2 separate regions of the Rattus norvegicus genome follow, and region 1 is linked to region 2. A link is a contact called in public HiChIP or PLAC-seq data. All regions are on one chromosome and are shown on one strand. The core of a region is the stretch at or near the end of the contact, and the rest is flanking DNA. Distances in the headings are between cores, read along the strand shown. Region 1 holds the start of Sil1 (SIL1 nucleotide exchange factor). Region 2 holds the start of Hspa9 (heat shock protein family A (Hsp70) member 9).

What was found. HiChIP or PLAC-seq counts read pairs in DNA pulled down with a chosen protein or histone mark.
Region 1: a contact with region 2 is called in an H3K27ac HiChIP or PLAC-seq map of oligodendrocytes, with 14 times the contacts expected there. The contact joins the promoter of Sil1 here to the promoter of Hspa9 in region 2. A contact is called at or near these places in 1 of 12 Hi-C or Micro-C datasets (the A7r5 cell line) and 1 of 1 datasets of contacts at active chromatin or transcription factors (oligodendrocytes).

Annotation. Positions count from the first base shown.
Region 1 is chr18:27,375,746-27,380,455 of GRCr8, reverse strand. It overlaps Sil1 (SIL1 nucleotide exchange factor), which reads left to right and starts at 2,058. Exons shown (of 10, transcript NM_199376.1): 1 at 2,058-2,129. It overlaps LOC102550858 (a long non-coding RNA gene), which reads right to left and starts at 1,968. Exons shown (of 3, transcript XR_596947.3): 1 at 1,603-1,968; 2 at 452-567.
Region 2 is chr18:26,825,235-26,829,762 of GRCr8, reverse strand. It overlaps Hspa9 (heat shock protein family A (Hsp70) member 9), which reads left to right and starts at 1,365. Exons shown (of 17, transcript NM_001100658.2): 1 at 1,365-1,548; 2 at 2,959-3,017; 3 at 3,231-3,318; 4 at 4,380-4,528. The coding sequence starts at 1,468.

The sequences.
Region 1 (4,710 bases), core at 809-3,308, 550 kb before region 2:
GATTAGGGGGCTTGAGTTCCTAGGGGCAACTCCAATCTTTGTTGTTGTCAGGATATCTCCAACCATCAGTCTAGCAATAGCAATAGCAAAAGCAGCAAATGCGAAAGTGGTAAGTGAAAGCAGCAGCAGCAGCAGCAGCAGCAGCAGCAGCAGCAGCAGCAGCAGCAGCAGCAGCAGCAGCAGCAGCCGCCGCCGCCGCTGCCGCCATGATGAGCCTTGTTTGAGCTCTTGCATTTATCTCCTTTCAAGAGTCCATAGAATTCCAAACGTATACTATCAGCAGCTGACAAAACCCATAGCAGCTGTGGACAATCTGAGGCAGCCCCATATCCTTGGGATTAAAACAAAAACAACTCCCACAATATAACTGGGTTTTTAAAGAAGCCAAATTTCTCACTGCATAAATGTATTCCCTTGTATCTTTACTTTTTTCCATCACTGAGACAAGTACCTGATAAAAGGACAGAAGGAATTTTTCTGGTGCGTGTGGTTTGCAGTTAGCTCTCCTTTACGGTGACAAGGCAATAGGAGCATGGCACAGGAGAGTAAGCTGTTCTCTGTTCTTTCCTGTCAAGAACCCAAAGAAATGTTTATCATCTCTCACTGGTGCTACTCACCCAGCAACTCCCTCCCTAGCTACTGACTGAGGCTTTGCCCAGTGATTATGAAGTCAATCTCCCACCTGCTTGAAATAACATAATTAAGAGGGTAAATTGGAAGCTGGAAGCTAACCTAATATACTAAGAATGCACAGGAATTCCAGAAATAAATAGATTGTTGTATCTTGGGGAATATTTGCTATTTGAGGACACTGCTGCCTTGGATTATCCCTTTCTCCACTCAAAAGTGGCCTGGAACCACTGGCAACTATTTTACCAGTCAGGTTTAATAAGGCTGTGTATATGTGATATAGTAGCAAGAAAACATGACTTTATGGAGCTGGAGGGATGGCTCAGTGGTTAAGAGCACTGGCTGTTCTTCCAGAGGACTTGGGTTCAATTCATAGCACCCACATGGTAGCTGACATCTTTTTGTAACTCCAGTTCCAGGGGTTCTGACACCCTCACACAGTTGTACATGCAAACAAACCATCAATTAACATAAAAATAAAAATAAATCATGAAAAACAACAACATTACTTTGGAAGTGTCCCATCCATCTGCTACCGGTTTCATTCTGTGACCTTGTATAGGCCCTTTATCCTATCAGAGCTTCAAAGTTGTCAACTTGACCCAGGAAGAGCCTCAGTAGAGGAACCGCCGCCCGTCTGCAGATTGGCCTTTGGGCATGCGTGTGGGCATTTTCGAGACTGGTAACTGAAGAGAGGTCCAGACCACAGTGGGCAGTACCATCCCTAGGATGGTGGGCCTGAGCTGTGAAAGTATTTTCTCACAGCAATAGGAAGCAAAATAGAACATCCTCTTTGAGCTTTGTTCTATTTGTAAGACGACAGCAATTCTAATCTTGTGTATGTGCATCACCTGGCAAATACACGGTCGTGGTATGACAGGATTAGAAATGCAGGGGCCCTATTTATCGTTAAAATGATTGATCATTTTTAAAACATACGCAAAACACAATTATATAAAGCTAGTGACTTACAGGTGCTCTATTTTGCATCCATCTTTCAAAGGACTATTTATTGCTTGAGATTCGATGTGTGTCACAAACTTGAGTCATAACATCGTGATTTATATTTACCTCCCACCCACTCAGGTTTCTTTCTAAAGATCCTTACACTAGAAAGAAGTTACAATCTTGGGAAATTAAACAAGAAACTGAAGTTTTAGGTGGGAAACAAGAGCAGGCCCACGGGTAGCTCTTTTTAGATACAGCTCCCAGCGGAGGGACATGAACAAATTTCAACAATTTTTTGCGGAGGAAGACGCTAGGGGCGGGGCTTAGCAGCTGAGGAAGGCGGGGCTAACAATGCCGCGTCGGATGAGAGATGCTGGAGGCTGTTCTGGCAGGTTACCATTGGGCAAGATTGAGAATGACGTAATAGGCACGCGCCTTCAGATTCAGGCAGCCACTGGCACGGCGTTTGCGCAGGAGGAGTTGGTTGCCGCTGCAGCCGCCTGGAATTGTGGGGATTGTGTCTGCCCCTAGGCTGCGGTGGAAAGCCGAAGGTAGGGGAGGTGGGGGCCCCGGGCCCTGGAGCGGGACGCAGAGTGGACCGGCCCGGCCTCCTGCCGTTAGCGGCCTCCTCCCTCCCGCGCTCTCCGCACCTTCCCACAGCGTCCCGGGTCCCACCACATCCACCACAGTGCCTCGCAGGCGAGATGCCTAGGCTGGCAGCTCAAAAGCTGTGCTCTGTCATTTTCCTTTTAGCGGCGCAGTGACCCCTCCGACGCCAGAAGAGGGGGCAGTGGCTTTGGCCTGCACATGTTTTGAGTTTCCTTCTTTATTCTCTACCTTCGGTCTCAGTTTTCCCACATCTGTCCAAAGAAGGGATGAATTAGATGTTGCTCTCTAAGATACTTCCAGGGTTGACTTTTTGGTAATTGGTCGGTACCTCTTGACATACAGTATTGCGCCCTACCCCTTTGGTAGTCTACCTCCTCTTTTACGTGTTTTATTTGCTCCGGTAGATGTAAAACTTTATTTTGATGCACAGGTTATAAGGGTATAGACTTTATTGTGATTTCAAATTACTTTGTGCTTAATCTCTAGGCCTTCTCCAGGAACTTCGGATGAAGTATTATGTAGGCACCCGCTGCTCACATAGCAGTATTACCATTCAGATGACCTTTTGGAAAGAACTGGATTTCAGAAATGTCCAACAGCTGAGAAAATAACAACTCCCTTTTGCACTGTTAGGTGCCTTTAAGTATATATTGATGAAGGCTGGAGATGTAGCTCAATGATGAAGCCTTGGATTCAATCCCTAGCTCCACACGTACTAGGTGTATACACTATAGTGTGTGCCGGCAATCCCAGCACGAAGGAGTAAGGCAGGAGCATCGAGATTTCAGTGTAATTCTTAGATTACAGAGTTTCAATTCAGCCCAGAAGACTTGAGACCTTCTGTTTATCTAATCTCCATGACCCATACGAGGAATCAGTTTTTAAAATGTATAATGCCTGGTTTCTGTTCAAATCCAGCTGGCTCTCCCACTCAAAACTTCGAACTGCTTTGAGGGAATGATTAGATTAGATTAACCCACGATAGGTGGGCAGGAAGAAAATGAATCCTCCCTGTTTGCTAAGAGAAGAAACTGATGTGTTTACAAATACTAGCGGTATTTGTTTTGAGAGTGTGAAAGACTGTGTGTATGTGTTCTCTCTCTGTGTGTATGGCCTTTTTAGCTTTGTACTCAAAAGTTTCTCTGATAAGAAATACATTTAGAGATTAGATAAGATTTTAGTGGAAACCATATTGTAACATTAGGATTGCTATTTATGAGGGAGAAATTGGTCAGTGTTTTCCGCTGGCACTTGGCTCTTGAATGCTTAAGATGAACCTGCCATATCAGGTTTGGCCTTTCTTTCAGGTAGTAAGTTCAACCTGCATATTAATATTTGTGCTCTTTTAGGGAAGCTGGCAATAGAAAACACCGCATATTTTACTGATATGGGCAAGGGGAGTGTGTTAGTAGGCACATGACAGCTCAGAAATAAAAGTCCTCATGGCATTTAATGTTGTTTTCTTCCTCTTTCCTGTTTTTTTTTATTTTTTATTTTTTTTGAAGGCTGTTTCATCTCTACTGAGGCCAGCTTTGAGCCCCAGTATGTCTCATGACAGGGAAAAAGGCCAATTAAATGAAACTGAAAACTAACAAAATGGATTCTGAAATAGCAAACACAGCAGAAGCTCCAGTCTACTCTCTCTGTGCTGTGTGTAGGTGTGGCCTTGGGGGCTGAGGGTGGGCAGCATCTGAGTGATATGGCTACCTTCCAAAGCAGGTTTGAAAACCCACACCTAGAAATTGTCAGAGATCAGTCACATTAGCATCTCACATTTTTTTTTCCTGAAAACTAAATGGCACATGGTTATAAGACCTTGACACTAGTATGTCTTCAGATTGATTAAAACTTTTTTCTTTCTTTGAAACTGGGTCTCACTCTGGAGCTGTGGCTGTCCTGGTCTTAATTCTTTTTTTTTTTTTTAAAGATTTATTCATTTATTATATATAAGTACACTGTAGCTGTCTTCAGATACACCAGAAGAGGGCATCAGATCTCTTTACAGATGGTTGTGAGCCACCATGTGGTTGCTGGGAATTGAACTCAGGACCTCTGGAAGAGCAGTCGGGTGCTCTTAACCGCTGAGCCATCTCTCCAGCCCTGTCTTAATTCTTAATATGTAGACCAGGCTGTCTTCAAACTAGGAGAGCTCTGCCTGCCTCTGCCTCCAGAGTGTCGGGGTTAAAGATGTTCACCACCACCCTTTGCCTCCTGTCTATTCTCATTCTTTCTCCTAAAGGAAGCTGTTATGGAGGCTGTCTTCCAGTCCCTTGGGAAAGCCTCTCTTCAGAAAGCCAATCTGAATTAATTAATTAATTTTTTTGTGGGGTGGGGCATGTTTCAGACAAAGTTTCTTCGTGTAGCCCTGGCTGTCCTGGAACTCACTCTGTACACCAGGCTGGCCTTGAACTCAGATCCCAGGCTTGCCTGTGCCTTCCAAGTACTGGGATCAGAGGTGTGCACCGCTGCTTCCTGGCATTATTGCCCCGCCTGAATTTTTTTTTTTTTTTGTTGTTATTTTTT
Region 2 (4,528 bases), core at 116-2,615:
ACTTTCACTTCTTTTTCTTTGAGATAGTCTCATGTAGCCCATTGGCCTGGAACGAGTGATGAAATCAAAGATGGCCGCTGGAATCACAGAACTGTACAACCACTTCCTACCCAACTATTTTCTATTTATATCAAACTGCTTACCTCCAAAACCAAGTTCTATTTCACTGTCTTTGAATCACTGAACTGTTTTTACCACCATCGAGAAAAACTTGACACAACATTTGTTCAGGTTTTGTCCCTGAAAGTCTCTGGACAGACACACCTCACATCTGTAATCCAGGCATTCGAAAGGGTCAGCCTTGAGTTTGAGGACAACAAAAGCTACAAAACCACCACATAGCTAAGGCTAGTAAAACACTGGGGTTGGGTGGGGTGGTGCAGCCTTTAATTCCAGCACTCCGGGGATAGACTGGCGGGGGATCAAGGCCAGCCCGGTCTATATAGCTAGTTCTGTGACAGCCAGGGCCATATAGAGAGACTCTCCCCATGCCCAGCCATTTACACCCCGTCTGAAACCTTGTCTTAAAAAAAAAAAAAAAAGTCACAGTATAACTAACACCTGGCAAGTGCAAGGTTTGAAAAAGAGTCGCCTCTGGCCCAGCAAACCTTAAGAGCTCACGTAAGAGCCCTCATCCTTCTCAAGACAGTCTTTTTTTTTTTTAAGATTTATTTATTTTGTGCATGTGAGTACACTGTAGCTGTCTTCAGACATACCAGAAGAGGACATCAGATCCCATAAGACCGCGCATATACAGGTGTGCATACTTGAAGCTATGAATAAACGGTGAGAACAAAGGTCCCCTTATCAACGCCTGAGGACAAGATGGCGCCCGCTGCAAGTAGCGGCCTCGGGAAAAACTCCCACGCGCCTACCAGTGAGCGCGCGAGCTCGCGCCCCCGGTACTCTCCAGTAAATTCGCGTGCACTGGAGTATCCAATAAACGCTACAGTTAAGTCCTAACCCGTTTCCTCCACGCCCCTTACACATGCGCTACAGGGCTTCATCCGGAGCCGACGACGCAGGCGCAGGAGGCCCCTCCTTCTGCGCAACTGACGCAAGGAGACTGTAATCGGTTCGTAATTTATCCCGTGTGACCTTGAGTCTTTCCTGCCTCAAGGACCGGGGCTGTCTGAAGTAATGCCTGTACGTCTCTCTTCTCCCGCTCCCTTCTCACTGTTCCCACAGCCCCAGAAGCCGTGATGAAAGAACGGAAATTTTCAACGATCATTCTGAGGAGCGTGCTCGCGGCGTGCGCCGATTCCGGGAGCAGCAAACAGGAAGTTTCTGGTCAGGCACTACGCTAGGTGCCTCAGCAGAACAGCGGGCTTCATTGCTGCAGCGGCCAGCCCCCGCCCCCCCACCCCACGTGGTTGGAGGGTTCCAGAAGCGTAGCCACCGCCGTGCACGCAGCTCCGGGTCTGTGGGGTGTTTGTTCTTGCCCTCGTAGCCCTCTGTCCAGCCGCCATGATAAGCGCCAGCAGAGCCGCGGCCGCGCGTCTCGTGGGCACCACAGCGTCCCGGAGTCCCGCCGCCGCCCGTCACCAGGTGAGGAGCTGCCATGCCTTCCGGTAGGGGCTCCAGGCCCCGACTCGAGTAAGGCAGGCCTTGCCCTTCGGGGTCAGACTCTAGGAGAAATCCGGAGCGTAGGAAGGTAACGGACCTTCGATAGTCTTTGTTGGCCTTCTTTGAGGGCTTTAGCCTCGAGCTATGCTGAGTCACAATCCTTGGCGTTCTGAAGTCTTTACCCCAATAATTCACGACGTAGTGGCCCTCTAACCTGTAGCACATTGGATGTGCTTGGTCTTAGACAGTAGGTATAGTTTACTGGAAACGCAGAACTATGTACGCTAGACTGTTGAGGGTTGATGGACAGTTTCTCTGCTGTAAATATTCAAGAATGTCGCTGCTGTGAAGAAGTGGGGGGTATCCACATTAGGAACTGAAAATTAAATTCCAACATTCCAACTCCATTCTTTGACTTTTCACTTTATATTTTTGAGAAAGGGTTTCTTTGTAGACCTGTCTGCCCGGGAATTAACTTTGTGGGCTTCACAGAGACACCCCCACATCCCCGCGCCTGTCTCTTCCCCACGAGGGCTGAGATTGAAGGCGAGCACACCCAGCTCCAAAGATAGAGAGGTTTTTTTCCTTCGATTTACTTGTGATTTATAATAACAAGTAGAAAAAAGATTTTGATCTGAAATAAGAAAAAGTACGTCTTTGGAGATTGAGACCTGAAACTCTCCAAAATAATTGTTTGACCAGGCCAGTGGAAATGTATCTGAGAACTTTAAATCTCTACTTGCAGTGCACACGTTATTGAAGTGAGGTGTACAGGGTTGTGAGTTTATTTTGAGACAGGGTCTCACTGTGTAGCCCTAGCTGTTCTAGACCAGGCCTGTCTCTGGCTTTGAGGTTTTAGGAATAAAGGCATTTGCCATTAGGCCAGTCAACTGAATTTTGAAATTTTTGGTGTCTCCTTAATCAGGTGTTCAGCAAAAGTGGTTCTCGCACACAGTCTCAGTGTCTCTCTCCCTCCCTCCCCCCTCCCCCTCCCCCCTCCCCTCACGGGAGTTTGTGTTCGAGCAAGGCACTTCTGCCCACTTCCAGGTTGTCCTAAATTGAGTGACAATTTATGGGGGGCTTGTTGGTAAAGGCCAGAGTTGCTTCTAAGCATCACAGTTTGTCACAGCAGATACTGGTACAAGATAAATAATGTCAAAGTTGTACATCCATTGCAATGTAATTTTTTTTTTCTTTAGTGGTGGCAATTCAAGACAATTTTATGTACGCTTAATTTTACCAGACAAGTCTGGAAAACTTGTAGATATGTGATCTGTAATCTATGTATTTTACATACTAAGGACTAAAAGTTGCATGAGTTTTTTCAGAATAATTGGAAAAAAAACAAGAGTCTTTGTAGTTGGTGGCTGATGCAATATTTTTTCTCCCCAGGATGGCTGGAATGGCCTTAGTCATGAGGCTTTTAGATTTGTTTCAAGAAGGGATTATGCGTAAGTATAACCTCACTCTCTCTGAGAAAAACACACATTGAACCTCAGCTATGATGGGTGTATTTGTTAACATGGAACTATTCCTCTTTATCGCTAACTATTCGTTTGTATTTGTAGTTGATTTAGTGTGCCACTGTTAACACCAACATAAAACAGTTCTTCCTGACATTGGAGATCATTGTTAAGATGACCATGGTGTTTCATTTCTTACAGGTCAGAAGCAATCAAGGGTGCAGTTGTTGGAATTGATTTGGGTACTACTAACTCCTGTGTGGCTGTTATGGAGGGCAAACAAGCCAAGGTGAGAATAAATTGAAGCCCGGGGTCATTTAGATATCTAGTACATAGGAATGGCATTAAGTACACAGGAATGCTAAATCGGAGCCCAGCTTGATGGTGGACACCTTTAATCCCAGCAAAGTCAGAGGGATCTGTGAGTTCAGGATAACGAGGGCCACACAGAGAAACCCTGTCTTACAAACAAGCAATGATGTGTTTAGTTTGGTGCTGGTTTTTCCTCCTGAGATACTGTATCCTGGGCCAGCTTCAAGGGTACAGTATTAAGTGCTAAGATCACAGGCATTATTAACCACTCTAGGCTTCTAATTTGCATTTAAAGCCTGCTTTTGCCCCACTGCTCCCCTCTGCCCCAAGCTGAGGACTGAACCCAGGGCCCTGTGCTCTACCACTGTGCTAATCCCCAACCGCTTTTGCTTTTTTAAGACTTAGGAATTAACCTTTGGGTGTTCATAATTAAATGGATCTAACTTCCAAGAGTACAAGTGAAACATGGACTTTGGGGAACTGGTGGTGATGTCATTAGAGGACTTGAAATGGCTTGCTGTGTTAGGAGTCCAGCAAGACTGGAGGTCGGAAGCTTCTACTCACTAGAAACAAGGAGAGCTCCACATTTGTGTTATGTAAAGGTTGTTGAAGCCTCTTCAGCAGAATACACAAACTTTCTTTTGAGTTGTCAAGGCTTAGAGCTCCTGGGAATCTATAGTTGTCCTGCTTCTTTACCCATGCCTGCACTGGGTACCGGCTGAAACCCCACATGTTTGGTACTAACATAAGCCCTTCCGTTGTCCTCATTTATGCTGTTCTCTATTTTTTTGTCTGAAATTTTAGCTTCTGTATGTAATTAACAGTAGTCATAATAAAGGTGGTATGGCTATAGTCTTCTGCGTATATTTGAAATGGTATTTTTGTAGGATTCACAACAATAAAACATGCCAGTTTAGTGCATTATCCTTTCAGCATTTTTATTTTAAATACAGTTTAAGCTGTGGTTGTATCTCAAGTCTTGGCTACCAAGAGTCCAGTGGTGACTAGTACTTTAAACAGTGTCTTTGGGAATTTTAGGTCCTGGAGAACGCCGAAGGTGCCAGAACTACCCCTTCTGTGGTTGCCTTTACACCAGATGGGGAGCGACTTGTTGGTATGCCAGCAAAACGACAAGCTGTCACCAACCCAAACAATACTTTCTATGCTACAAAGCGTCTTATTGGACG